Regions from separate parts of the Sus scrofa genome. Here region 1 is linked to region 2. Evidence: chromatin contacts called from public Hi-C data. All regions are on one chromosome and are shown on one strand. The core of a region is the stretch at or near the end of the contact, and the rest is flanking DNA. Distances in the headings are between cores, read along the strand shown. Region 1 has its middle 59 kb from the start of KCNJ16. Region 2 overlaps KCNJ16 (inward rectifier potassium channel 16).

Region 1 (7,498 bases), core at 3,256-5,755, 130 kb before region 2:
GGAAAAACGAAGCCTGCTGTGGTTTTGTGTAAGAATCTATTTCTCTTGCTTTCTTAGAATTGACATTACTGGACAGTCTCAGAAACTTTCTCCCCACACCAGCTACAGCCTGAGCAGGAGGGGTCCCGGGAAGCTCGCAGGTACAGGGAGGTGTGCAGATCAGAACCTGTCTCCTTTAGGCTACACACCTTCTGTTACACTCTGTTATTGAAATGATTACTAAGGATTGGTCCCCAGTGAGCAAGGAACATTTTCTATCACTTTCTCCCTGTCCCCTCCCTGCACCACACATGTATGTACACACACACACACACACACACTCACCCATACACATAAATAACTCTTCTATTTTGTCAGCTTTCAGTCATACATTTCCCCAAATTCACAGCCAGGTCCCTCTGGCAAAGATACAGTGAGAAATATTCCCATAGCATTCTCAACGCAAAAGAAATTTCCTCAAAATTCCATCATTTTATCCTGATTTTTAAATTCTCCTTGGCTCTGAGCATTTAGGAGAAAGAGCAAGAGAATACATGAATCGATGACTTTAGGAACACTTCCTGTAGGATTCTCTGAAATCAAGGCTAATAATCAAGAGGTAGAGAAGACAGAACAAAGGAAAAAATCTCTGTGTGTCTACCATGAGACCAACCTGGATTTTCATGACTTCTGTTTCCCTGATCTTTTTTAAAAAACTGGTGATACAGCAACAAAAAACAAAACAAAAACCAAAAAGCCCAAGTGCAGAGCTGATGATATCGGATTGTTTTGATTGCTGGAATGTCACCTTGCCAGTAAGACAACAACCCCACTCCAGGTAGGCCTGGGGGTTTTGGGGCTGAACTGAATTATTCTGATTTAGCAAGACACACAGGTCCACGGATTTCCGAGTCACCGCTAACCCACCTTCCTTTACAGCAGGCTCTCTGTAGCCAGCTTATTCCTTGTTCAGCCTTTGTCCCATGAGAGATATAAATTTAGAAGAGAAACCTGTAGGTAATTAACAGTCTGGCGTGTCTGTCATTCCTTTGATAAAATGTGTTGGGTGTGGTTTCTCGACATGCAGTTGATAAAATGCACTGGTGGTGTTCCATTTCATTTGACTTTCCATTAGCTTTTTTTTTTTTTTTTTTTTCCAATGAGAATGTCTTAATGGCCAGCTTCTGTTTTCAATCACGGGGGACATTTCTATGGATTTATTTATTTATTTTTTTTACATTTTCCAATAAGAAACATATTCTGATCCTTTAAAGGTTAGAAGTAAAGTATGGGAGCGTGGGTGATACTCAGAAGAAAAGCTTCCCTGCTGGCTTAAATTAGCAAAAGTGTACATGCATGTGTGTGCCTGTGCCTGTGTGTGTGTCTGTGTGTGTGCATGTACATGAGACTGCCTCTTTGAGGTCTTCACTGACTCTAGACTCAGGCACAGAGATCCTGTCATATTCCTTATTGTTCGATTCTTACACAGCTTGAATAATCTGTGCCTGGAGAAAGAGCACCTCGCGTCGTTCAACTGTTTGACTCTAGCTTCATACTCATTAAAAAAATGCAGAAATCTTTGGGGGGATGTGAATGTGGAATTGCAGCCTGCACGTCGCAATACACTTATGGGATGAGGTTCTACATGGGACTGAGCTGACGAGCCTGCCAGTGGAAAGAGCACTGGGGTGATTTCCAGCTCACAGCTTTGAAACGCTGAGTCATCTGGATAAATCGCCCAGCTTTTTAACCCGCAGAAGCCTCCGCAAGTAAATATGTGCAGTGACCACTGAGGATGAACTGCGAAGCTTCTCTGGAGAGAAGACTATTTGCCCAGCCCTGGTTTGCTCTCCAAAGGAGCCCAGCCAGCCTGTGCTTCACGGCTCTTGGCGGGCTGGGGCAGGAGGCACAGACCTCCAGGTGCCTGTTACCATGTCCCTGTACCTGTCGTTGACCTTGAGATGCTGTCCCTGCTCTGAATTCTCTGCCCTTCCTTCCTCCGATCCAGTGAGGATCCAGAACTTTGACCTGTGTCTCGTGCATTCACATTCTCACTCGGGCCAGTGTCAATGTCTCAACTGAAGGCCGGTCTCCTCTTCCGACCCTCAGACGAGTTGCGGCTTTTGGCTCTCTGCCTCGAGCTCTCTGTGTAACTTCTGATTCTTGAATGTCTTCAGCCTTGCATTCCGTGGGGGTCTGTTGCCTGAGGAGCGGGTTTGGAGGCCCACTTGTGACACTGGGCCACTTCTGGACCGCATCCTGATGGGATGCACCTCTTGGTCCGCCCTTTCCCAGGGTCTCCACACCCTGTGAGAGTCCCGCTCCTCCACTCAGAGAGGTTTGCACGCACAGAACGGAACTGGCCAATGCTGAAAGGCAAGCCTCACTTTTGCGAATCCTGAAACTGGCAGCAGACCTGTGACCTGTTCTCCAGGCCTGGGACACTTTGTTACTTGCAATAGACTCCCATTTGTGGGGGCCATTGCTGTCCATGGTTGCTACCACGGTGGTCTGGGTCGCAGGGACCTCCGCTGGCAGCTGCTGACCTTAGCACAGGAGGCTGGAGTGACAGACGCCTTTGGTTGCTTACTCAACAGCTGTCATTACCACCCTACCCCCAACCCAGTCCTTGTTTGCAAACAGGACCCTGAGTGGCCGTAAGCCAAGTCCCAGGGGGTGAGTCATCATTCTGTAAGCCAATCATAGTAATCTGAACCCTTTCTGCTCCCTGTTTATTTTCTAAGCCTCCCTTGCAGCCTTATAGCCATGGGATGTTGTTATCATATAAGGGAAAATCTGCTGGGAGTGTTTGAAAAATGCTTTGTGGGCAGTAAGAGAAGCAGATTTGTGAGGTGGCCCAAGTGCCAGAATGTGTAAGTAGATGCCAGAGCCCAACTGCCTGGTCCGAGTTCCAGCTCTCTTGTTCCTGGGTAAGTTAATTCATCTCTTCATGCCTCCATTTTCCCATCTGTGAAATGGGAGGAATAGTAATGGTATCAATCTTACGGAGCTGTTAAGAAAATCAAATGAGTAGCTGGCAAGTACTTATAATAGCGCCTGGCCCACAGTAAAAGCCCTAAAAGTATTTGTTAAACATATGAACACAGACCTTTTCCAAGGTGAGTTCGATTTAACAAACACTAAACGTAACACTTTTCTTCCGTGAAACAGACAAGAATAAAAATGAACAGCGAGGTTCGAGTTTGGCTAGGTTATGAGGAAATGGCTACTGTCCTGCAGTGCTCTGGAGAGGTTAAATTATATGCTTTCTGGACCAACAATTTCTTTTCCAGAAATACAAAGGCTATTCAAGGATGGACTAGGAGACCGGCAGTAGTAGACATGCATACCCATAATTTCTGATATGAAAAATATTCAGGGTTAATGAGGAAATCAGGCAACAGAACATCTTTTGTACAACTGTGACATTTATACAAAATTCCTATTCAATGTATAAAAAGTGCACCGAAAATATCAGGGGAAATGGACACCAACTATTTAAGAACTAGATGATTTAATGTATTTTGCTTTGTGTTTTCTTAAATTTTCTAACTTTCCTACAATAGTCTTGGGCTGCTGGGTAAGAAAAGAAGTTCATGTATTATGATTCCATGTTTGTAAAACAAATACAGTGACGTATAGCAAAAACAGCAAAGTCTGGATATTAAAGCACACGAATCTGTCTGGAAAGATAGGCACCAAGATGTTAACGGTAATCACCACTGTGTTAATGGAATTACAGTTTATTTTTGTTTTCATTTTGAATATTTATACTTCCAGATATTTCTGCAATCATTATGTAACCTCCAGGGTTTTGGGTTTTTTTGTTTGTTTTTGTTTTGTTTTTTTACAAAATAAAAAAAAAGAGCGAAGCTGCATGCCCTTTCAGTACTAATGGCCCTACTGATTTTGTTCCTCTGTAGATGGCCAAGTTGGAAAATTCTATACGTGCCAGATATTTGAGCTAATAAAGACTCCAAGAGAATCTTCCTTCCCCCACCTCCCCACCCCCCATCCCCATGCGTTAGTCCGGAGACATTTATATTTTCTGCCAAATGTCTTTCCCAAATCATTCTGTATTGCTGATATTTTGTTAGATTAATAGGTCCCGAGTGACGTGAATATGTTGATTTTATGGCAGACCTCCAGAAAAAGCTTTTTGCAGATAAAAATGGATATGATGAATTACATTTCTTGAGATCCTGATGTTTCTATTTAAAGGTTTCTGTAGGTACTCAGCCCGTTATGAAAGCCACCTTCAGATTACTCTTTAACAGCCTTGCCCTGGATCATTTCATTCCGGCCTTGAGAACAGGGTCAGGGTTAACCTGGGGGTAGGGACTTTTGCCCCTGTCTTGTGGTTTGTGAATTCCTTGGCCCACCTGTGAATGTAAAGCATTCACTCCTAATTCAAGTTCATTTGTCAGTCCAGGAAAATGCTTTTCCTTTTCAGAGGAGCTGGACTGATTGGTTGGAAATATAATTTAGTTCCTGTGTTTGTACTGGATCAGAGATCAGAAAGCAGTTTCAGACTGCACTGGCTGGCAGGCTTTATTTTAGTGGTGAAGTTCAGAAGTGCATCAAGAGACAGGAAAATCAGAGCTGTTTATACAGTCTCTTTTCTTTCTTTCCTTGAGTGTTTTAAAGAGGAAGACTGGTCCTCCAAACTTCTAGAGTTGGCAGCAATACTATTGTGCGCTGTCAATTCTTATTTGTTTCCTGATTCTTCTGTCAGTTAAAAGAGAAAAGACAGCTGGTGGGAGTAAGCGTTAAGTGGAAAAGATCTGCCTTTGGGCGTCGACTTTTTATCCAGCACAGCTCTACGTCTCATACTCAATCCTCTTATTTTTCAGAAAAAAAAAAAAAAAATGATGTCATGAGAGAGGGTCAGATGTCCTCTGAGACGTATAGCGAAGCGGCAGAAGGGGGTTCAAACACCAAATCTGCCTTCTTTGAGCTGGGAGAGTTTGCACAATGTCATGTGTAGGAATGAGCCTGTGGCTTATGGAATCTAGGTAAGTCATTCAGTGCCTCCAGCTCTTCAGCATCCTGTCTGTAGATCAAGGATGACGTGATGATAATGAGGAGGAGGAGGATAGTGATGATGCTTCTGATCTCAGTGTTACTATGGTGATTGTAAGGTTTAAAGGGAGTAAAATCCTATACCCATATGATTGCTAACTCGCTCCCCCTTTTCTCCTTCCCGGCCCCGGTTGCCTCAGGGAGGAGCAGTGTGTTAGCGTCAGCTATATTTCCATGAAAATTAACATGAAAAAATTCTCTTCTCATTCCATCCCCATGGATGTTACGCATCCCAGATCTGTGCATCCCAGAATGCAAAAAAAGATAAAATTCTAAGTTTGCATCTTTCTCCACAAACTTTGTCATGACTCTGGTGACTCTGAAACACATTCTGATGACAGTGGCATTGAGAAATCTTGACAGATTCAAAAAGCTAGTCTTCAGATCTGTTGATTCATACAGGACAGCTGACTAGCTGCTCCATCATAACCAGACCAGGATCTAGAGGAAGGACACGGTGTGGGTCACAGTGCAAAGTCCCAGGTAGCAAATGAAATTGTTCTCTTCCTGAGTGGCTTAGTTTCACTCTGCCTCCTCTTCAGTTCTCAGTGGTACCTGGAGCCTGAGCTTTAGAACAGTGGGCAGCTTTATTGGGCCTCCTCAATACTTTCATTTTTTGGGAGTTGTTATATGTCAGTCTGAGAGCTTATGATGTGCTCTTTGTCTGAATCTCTGAGACCCTTTTTGGGTTTTTTCCGGAGAATCAATTCAGGATGGGGAGAGGAGTAAGGGCTGGGTGTTTTTTTCGGGGGGCGGGGGGGGACAATGGACCATGGGCATAGACACGGTCCTTTGCATTCACCTCCTTAGTCACTTTTAAAACCACCTTACCCGCATGTAGATGTCTAGAGTGGCCAGCAGGTGTGTGAGGAAAGAATGGAGGGAAGTAAATGCTCACTGGTTACGCGGTTACTCTGTGCCAGGCACAACGTGAGATACTTCCCAGTTCTTTACATCTTTTACTTCTTCGCTATCAAATGGATAGTGGACATTTTATCTGTTTTTACTGGAAGTAGGTCCAGTGACAAAGTCATGTGCCTGAATTGTAACTGTATCAAAGGCAGAGCCCAGATTAGAATCTTTGTCTCTCAGTCCAAAACTCAGATTAAAACAGATGAAAACAGGAGTTCCTGTCGTGGCTCAGCAGTTAACGAATCCAACTAGGAACCATGAGGTTGTGGGTTTGGTCCCTGGCCTTGCTCGGTGGGTTGAGGATCCGGCATTGCCGTGAGCTGTGGTGTAGGTCACAGACACGGCTCAGATCTGGCGTTGCTGTGGCTGTGGTGTAGGCCGGCAGCTACAGCTCCAGTTAGACCCCTAGCCTGGGAACCTCCATATGCCATGGGAGTGGCCCTAGAAAATCTAGGCAAAAAGACTTAAAAAAAAAAAAACAGATGAAAACAAACAAAATTAGTTATACAATGTATAGCTTCTTTAAGGGCTACAGACACACCAGCTCCAAAGATATTCACAAAACGAAACTTAAAAAGCAGGATGTAAGACAAGTGAATTTATAAACCTCTCACCAATTGAAATAATTGGGGGAATGGGCAGCTTGTGTTATTATAGGTGGGCTCTTAAAATTTTATTTATGTAAGTTCTTTGAACCATATAGGGGAACGAAATAATATTTGAGTGCTGCCAAGTTTTGTGGGCTGCCTTTGATCACTTCATAAGAGATATGAGAAAACTAACCATTTATATGCAAATTGTGGCTGCTAGGTTCTTGAGAATTACTGTATATTCTTAGGTAGATTAAACTCCAGGAAATCATTTTAATATTATTCACTTTCTTCAAAAATTCTTTCCCCTTAGATAACAGAAAAATTAATGTAAACCCATCCCATCTCAGTCAAATGATCACAAATTCCAAACAAGCCAGGTCTGAATTAATAAGATTTCATTGCAATGCGGAATGGGTGTATTTACACAAAGTGGAGACAGAATGAAAGAGCAATCAGAATCAGATGCTATTAAGGTGGGAAATACCCTAAGTTAAAAAATCCTTTGTTTTTTTCCATGGATAAAATGGAAATTCTGTCTTGTGACATTTGATACTTTGTCCTAATCTAAACAGGCTGTCTCTAAAAAGAATAAGGATATATCAAGGTGATTGCAGTTTCTGCATGAAATTGAAGCTTCAGCAAAGGCTTTGGAATCAGTCAGACTGAGAGGCCAGTCCAGGATTTGTATATTGGCTACCTGGTTGGATCAGTTATTCAATGACTTCTTTAAGACGCTGTTTAAACCTCTTTCAGTGAGGGAGAGTGGGAGAGAAGTAGAGCATATATAGAATTGGGTGGAGTCATCAATTTTCTGGAATAAAGCAGTAAACTAAAAGGTAGATATTGCTATTAGATTATTATTTTAGTGTTATCCAAGTAGTTTCTTTTAAAAAAACTTGTTTCATTGTGGTAAGAACACAATGGGATCTACC
Region 2 (6,569 bases), core at 208-2,707:
CTGAGACTAACCTACTGGGGAGGGAGGCATTCACCCAAGATATGGTGACCAAAAAAGAGTAGAAAATCACACTCTACCTGGACAAGGGGTGAAGTACCAGCAGATCAACCAGGAGGGGGAACGACAGTAGATTGCAGGTAGCGGCAACAAGCAAATCCTTGGATCGCCTGATCCGAGGCCGGGCTCAAAAGCATCAGTAGCTAGAAAAAGCTGTGGGAGTGGGGAGGTTGTCAGTTAACATGCACGTGCAAGCAACATGCACGTCTAATCAAACAAACAAAATGTCTCCTGCGGGAGAAATGATGAGGCCTCCTGGGTATTTGTAGTGTCAACAATCGATGATGCCGTGTCTTTTACTTTTTTCTTTATACCCACTTAACATTTATGAGTTTCAGTTGACTATTCCCTCCTCTGGACTCCTCATTTTTTACCTCCTCTCCCCCAAGGACCGCATGTCACCTGTCACAGCTTAGAACTGATCAGACAGGAGTATTTTCCACTGATTACTGTTCTCTGCTCTCCTCCAGTTACTGAGACCTGAGCTGGGCCAAATGAATGAACTTGAGACTGTGCTGCCAAGTTGAATACACTGCACAATTCAGTTTCTGCCTCTTGAATCCCTATGGTTCATTCATCTGTAGCTCGCTCTCTTTTTTCTTAAATAAATCACCCAAGGCACTATTATAGGCAGGCCCTGATGCTGTGTTCCAATAGCTCAGTTTTGTTGGGAATTACAATCATATGAGAGAAATCTCCCATGAAGAATGACAGCAATAACTCAGTAAGGGAGAGCATTGGAAGTTTGTGTTCTTACTTTTAAAAGAATCAGATTTTTTTTTTTTTAAATCATGATCTCTTCTTTGCTTAAAACTTCTGAAATCTTGGTAGAGTAGGGACAGTTATACAACATTCAGACTTCAGGCTCTGTTAATCTCTCAACTCTAGGGAAGAAAAAAAGGGTGACTCACCAGTCATCAGTGGTTTATGGAAGAATTGTACAGTGTTACTCTGAGAAAACAAAATATATTGGTTCCATAAAGGAAACAGAAACATTTGTCTTCAAAGAAATGTAGGTAAAAGGGTTTAATACCTTCAATGAAATCATGTTCCCTCTATGAAACATCTGCTGATTTCCTTTTAATTCTAGAAAGCAAATATTGTTCTCACATGACTCCTTGATGGTGATTCAGGCAGAGTTCCCCAGGAAGGCCCTGGGATTGAGTGATTGCTAAAGATTTACTAGATTATGGTCAAGAAAATTAAGAAACATATTGCCCTAAATGTGAAGAAGTTAAAAAAAATTTTGTCCTTTTTAATGGCAAAGAAACTCTGTTTAGCAAGTTTATTAACTTTGAGAATCGATTTTCCCTGTTTTGTTCTGGGTTTCTAACTGTGATCCTAGGCCTGGCTTTTTCCTCTGTTCCTCATCTATCATCCTGTCCAGATCAATATATGGCCTCTGTCCTTGGATGGCACAGCTTTCTGTTTGTAGGCTTCGGGATAAAATATCAAGAGACTGAGACATTTAGTAACCTTTCTAAACAAACAAACAAAAAAAAAAACTTGGCTTTCTTTTCTTTCTAGAAGCCTGGATTCATTTAACTCTATAGAGTTGGTAGACTCTTCCCCCTTGTTTTTGTTTGTTTGGTTGGTTGGTTGGTTTTTGTGTTTTTAGGGCTGCACCCGTGGCATATGGAGGTTCCCAACCTAGGGGTCGAAACTGAGCTGTAGCTGCTGACCTACGCCAAAGCCACAGCAACATGGGGTCCAAGCTGCGTCTGTGATCTACACCACAGCTCACGGCAATGCCAGATCCTTAACCTACTGAGTGAGGCCAGGGATCAAACCTGTGTCCTCACGGATACTAGTCAGATTCCTTTACACTGAGCCACAATAGGAACTCCTCCCCCTTGTTATAATCTTGGCTCTCTAGTTTGACCTAAAAGAGGCTTTCTTAAGTGACTATAAAACAAATGCATATTATTAACACAAAACATTCTCAGGGGCAGAGGAAGTTTTGAAGCTGACCTTTGGTACTGATTGTCTTAGCCAATTCTTCAGGAATCAATTTAATCATAGAAGGGATATGTATAAGAAGATTTGCATTGTGCATATGTGGATGCATGTTTTGTAGGTTGTTTTCTGGATTAGCATTAATTAAAAACATGATGAAAAAGAGGCCCAACCTGATGTGGGTGTTCCTGTTATTTTATATTTACATTGCATCTTTGTAAAATCCTTTCCAAAGAGTAAGTAAGATTCCTAGACAGAGGATATTCTGAACTTTGCCCATTATTGAAAAACCAGATGAGATGTATTGAAAAGCATTTGCTTTGCATTATTTATGTAAGTAAACCAGTGTCAGAGAATTGGCAACACACACACTGAATAACCCAAAATCCAAATAAGTGAAGCAAGAAAAGAACATTTCAAGGGTAAGAAATTGCTGGATACATTTTCAGAATATAACAGTAGCAATGCTATATATATGCTATGCTATAAAAGGCTTTGATTAAAATCTGGAACAAACAGAAGAATTAAAAAAAAAACCCAGAGTTGGGGTAAAGAAGATGAGCAGAAAAAGATAACACGATCAGTCAGTAAGGTGCTCCATCCTATCAGAAGCTCTTGAACAGTCTTTGACTCTATCATACTTATGGTCCTCTTGGGGACAAGAAAAACACATAGAAGTAAGGTGATTTCATATGTCCACACAACCCTGAACAGCTGTTTGGAAACCTTCACAGAGTTAAGAAAAATTTGAACTCTTCATTTGACTGTTAGGTATTAAATAAGCATAACCTGAAAAGATACAGTCAGTTCTGCCATAACACTTGTTTTGAACATGCAGATTAGTTCCAGTGCATTTAATATATTAAGGAACAATTGGACATAATGTGTTTGCTTGAGCATAACATGTCATTTGAACAAGCTTCCTGTTGGCCTACCTGTGATTCTGTTTTCAAGAAATACTAGGTGAGTGAAAAAACTGCACCCAAGCCAGCGGAGCTACAGAGGAATACAACACACACACACACTCACTCTCTCTCTCTCTCTCTCTCTCTCTCTCTATCCCTGGCCATCTCAGTTCACCAAATGTGTTATGAGCTCATCTACCTACATTTAATAGTACTAATTCCATCAGATTTCAGGGAACCCTCCTTCCACCACTTCTCAATAACTTGCAAACTGCAAACCTTTCTTCCAATGCCCACTTCCCCAAGTAAACCTCAGGCCTTTCCCAAGGCAAAATGCTGTGTTCACTGTAGCATTTATGCATTCTTTAATATTGACCATGCATAAAACAGTGACACTCCACTGTTTTATCAGGGTCTTGTCTTTTTATTTTTTAATTTCTAGGGCTGCACCTGCAGCATATGGAAGTTCCCAGTTTAGGGGTCAAATCGGAGCTGCAGCTGCAGACCTACACCACAGCCACAGCCCTACACCACAGCTGTAGCAACACCGGATCGGAACTGCATCTGCAACCTATGCTGCAGCTTGGGACAAAACTTAACCCACTGAGTGAGACCAGGGATTAAACCCGCATCCTCATGGACACTATGTCGGGTTCTTCACCCACCAAGCCACAACGGGAACTCCTTATTTTTATCTTTTAATAATACGTCACTGATGAAGTTTTTGAGTATTGTGCCCCTTACCCTGTTTTCTCCGTAAGTCCTTGGTTTTTGTTTGTTTTTTGCTTTTCATTTTTATGTTTTTGCAGACTATGGTGATTTTTAAGAACACTGAATGTGTTTTGTAGTAGAACTGTTAGACCACAGAGGAGAACTTATGGGTGACAAGCATGTGGGACACTAAACACTCAAATGTGCCAGGACTCTGCTTTGGAGATGCTGTGTCCTCCAATAGGATCTGTTCACCACCCTCACTGTATTAGCAAAAAAAACTAAATGTGTTACTTTGTCTTCATTTTTGAGTTTGTCCTTTAGCCATTTCATTCCTAATGCCCCCATGGCTTCATTTACCCAGAATGAACCTAACCAGCTGGCAGTGCCTCATACTCAGAGATGGGTTTTCCAAAGACCAAATGGACCATTTTCTTGCCTTTTCAAAGAGTGCCACACAGGAAGGAAAACAAGAAATTCAACTTTTAAGCTGGGCTATTCATGGCCTTTGCGAAGTCCTGGCCAAGAATCAGAGCTTTTCATTACGATGCATCTCACTCATTTCCAAATAGAATGAACTGGCCTTTTCATTAAGGCCGTAGGAAAGAGAAGTTGGGTTACCCTAGTCATTCAGTGTTGTTATCTGATGAGTGAAAAAATGGATTACTTTTCAATATGCATTTGGGGAGCCCAGTACTTTCTTTCACTGGGTTCTATTTTGTGAAAATTGGTTCAGTGGAAAGGAGAAGTCCAATCTTGCGTATTCTTCATGCCTTTCCGCTCTGTGGGCAGCGGAGAAGGATAGGTGGGCTCGGAAACCGCATGTGGAGCGCTCACATGGCTGTTTCCCACTGTCAGAAGAGCCCCAGCATCCCACCCACTCGAGAACACTCTGCTCCCGTAACCAACAGGAGTGTTACTTCACTACGTTTCTTAGCTTTCAGCTAAAGCCGACACACACACAGGCACACACTGGCACCCACTGTGACCCTTCTTTCTTCTACCAACCCCCGCTCCCTGGAGATATCAGTTTGCAGAAGAAGGGAGAGCCCCCATTCTAAATTCATTATTAGGAAACAGAATGATCTCTGACACCGAACCTATTAAAATACTTGGTGGATAAACAATATACAGCTTGGCTTTAATATGAACTAAATTTACTGTTTAAAAAGTTGGACTAATGCCGCGGGAGCGGCCCAAGAAATAGCAACAACAACAACAACAAAAAAAGACAAAAAGACAAAAAAAAAAAAAAAAAAAAAAAAAGGTTGGACTTCCCGTTGTGGCTCAGCAGTTATGAATGTGACTAGTATTCACAAGGACGTGGGTTCAATCCCTGGCCTTGCTCAGTGGGTTAAGGATCTCGCATTGCCGTGAGCTGTGGTGTAGGTCACAGACGTGGCTCAGATTCGGCATTGCTGTGCCGGAGGCTGGCAACTATAGTTCTGATTCAACCCCTAGCCAGGGAATTTCCATATGCCGAGGGTGCAGTCCTAGAAAAGACAAAAAAAAAAAACAAAAACAAAAAAAACCTAACTCTCCGTGATTTATAAATTACTGAAATGAATACGCTATACTGACTTACTTGGATACTCTTAAATAACATCTTTGAAGGTATTATTTTTACTCTATTTTGTGAGTGTTCCAGACCACCACATTCTTTTCGGTTTCCAGACCCAGTTCCAACATCGCAGGGACAATGTCCCCACAAAAAGGGGCAATTTTCCAGACACCTTTTGAGTGTCCTGTCATCCAACTCAGTTCTGAAACCATGTACCCAGATGTAGCGTCAGATTCTACGGGCGAAGGGTTCACTCCTACAAGACTGCCCCCTCTCCCTCTTTGGGATAGCAGGTGCAAGCCCGGTTGTTAGCTGAGCTTCTGACCACTGACTGGCTACCAATTAGAAGTTCCTACAGCCCCCTCCAACTCAGAGTGTCAATTGCAAGTTCAGGTGATCACCTGGACTTCTGACCAACTGTCATCGATCAGAGATTCCATGACCTTCTCCTTGGGTTTGATAAAGTTGCTAGAGTGGCTCACAGAACTCAGAGGAACATTACTTATTAGATCACTCATTTACTAGAAAAGCATATGACTCAGCAACAGCTGGATTGAAGAGATGCATAGGGTGAGGTATGGGGAAAGGTGGGGCTTCCAGGCCCTCTCCAGGCCCACCACTGCCCCAGAACCTACACATGGTAACCAGCTGGGAAGCTCTCCCAACCCCACCCTTGTGGGGGTTTAGGGAAGCTTTGTTACATAGTCATTGCTGATTAAATTATTGACCGGTGGTAATACCATATGATATCACTTATATCTGGAATCTAATATAAGGCGCAAATGAACCTTTCCACAGAAAAGAAAATCATGAATTTGCAGAATAGACTTGTGGTTGCCAAGGGGAAAGGAGAGGGCGTGGGGTGGTTGGGGAGCTTGGGGTTAATTGATACAAACTATTGCCTTTGGAATGGATTAGCAATGAGATCCTGCTGTGAAGCACTGGGAACTATGTCTAGTCACTTATGATGGAGCATGAGAATGTGAGAAAAAAGAAAGGATACATGTATGTGTAACTGGGTCACTATGCTGTACAGTAGAAAAAAAATTGTATTGGGGAAATAACTATTAAAAACATTAATAATCAGAGTTCCCGTCATGGCTCAGTGGTTAACGAATCCGACTAGGAACCATGAGGTTGCAGGTTTGATCCCTGGCCTTGCTCAGTGGGTTAAGGATCCGGCGTTGCCCTGAGCTGTGGTGTAGGTTGCAGAAGTGGCTTGGATCCCGCGTTGCTGTGGCTCCGGTGTAGGCCAGTGGCTACAGCTCTGATTAGACCCCTAGCCTGGGAACCGCCATATGCTGCGGGAGTGACCCTAGAAATGTCAAAAAGACCAAAATAATAATAATAATAAAATATTAAAATAAATTAATTAAAAG

The links. Hi-C and Micro-C count contacts between places; a contact is called where the count stands out from the background.
Region 1: a Hi-C map of liver shows a contact between it and region 2, with 8 times the contacts expected there. The contact joins two enhancer-like sites. A contact is called at or near these places in 3 of 47 Hi-C or Micro-C datasets (heart right ventricle and liver) and 1 of 2 datasets of contacts at active chromatin or transcription factors (skeletal muscle).

Annotation. Positions count from the first base shown.
Region 1 is chr12:10,593,823-10,601,320 of Sscrofa11.1, reverse strand. No RefSeq gene overlaps it. Among named protein-coding and RNA genes, the nearest start is that of KCNJ16, 59 kb to the right of the region's middle. Within about 2 kb of position 4,505, at least 8 of the 83 cell types and tissues checked have an H3K27ac peak or open chromatin away from gene starts, as enhancers often do. A contact at or near this core is called in liver, where this site is marked.
Region 2 is chr12:10,461,384-10,467,952 of Sscrofa11.1, reverse strand. All of the region lies in intron 2 of KCNJ16 (inward rectifier potassium channel 16), which reads left to right. Among named protein-coding and RNA genes, the nearest start is that of KCNJ16, 74 kb to the left of the region's middle. Within about 2 kb of position 1,457, at least 3 of the 83 cell types and tissues checked have an H3K27ac peak or open chromatin away from gene starts, as enhancers often do. A contact at or near this core is called in liver, where this site is marked.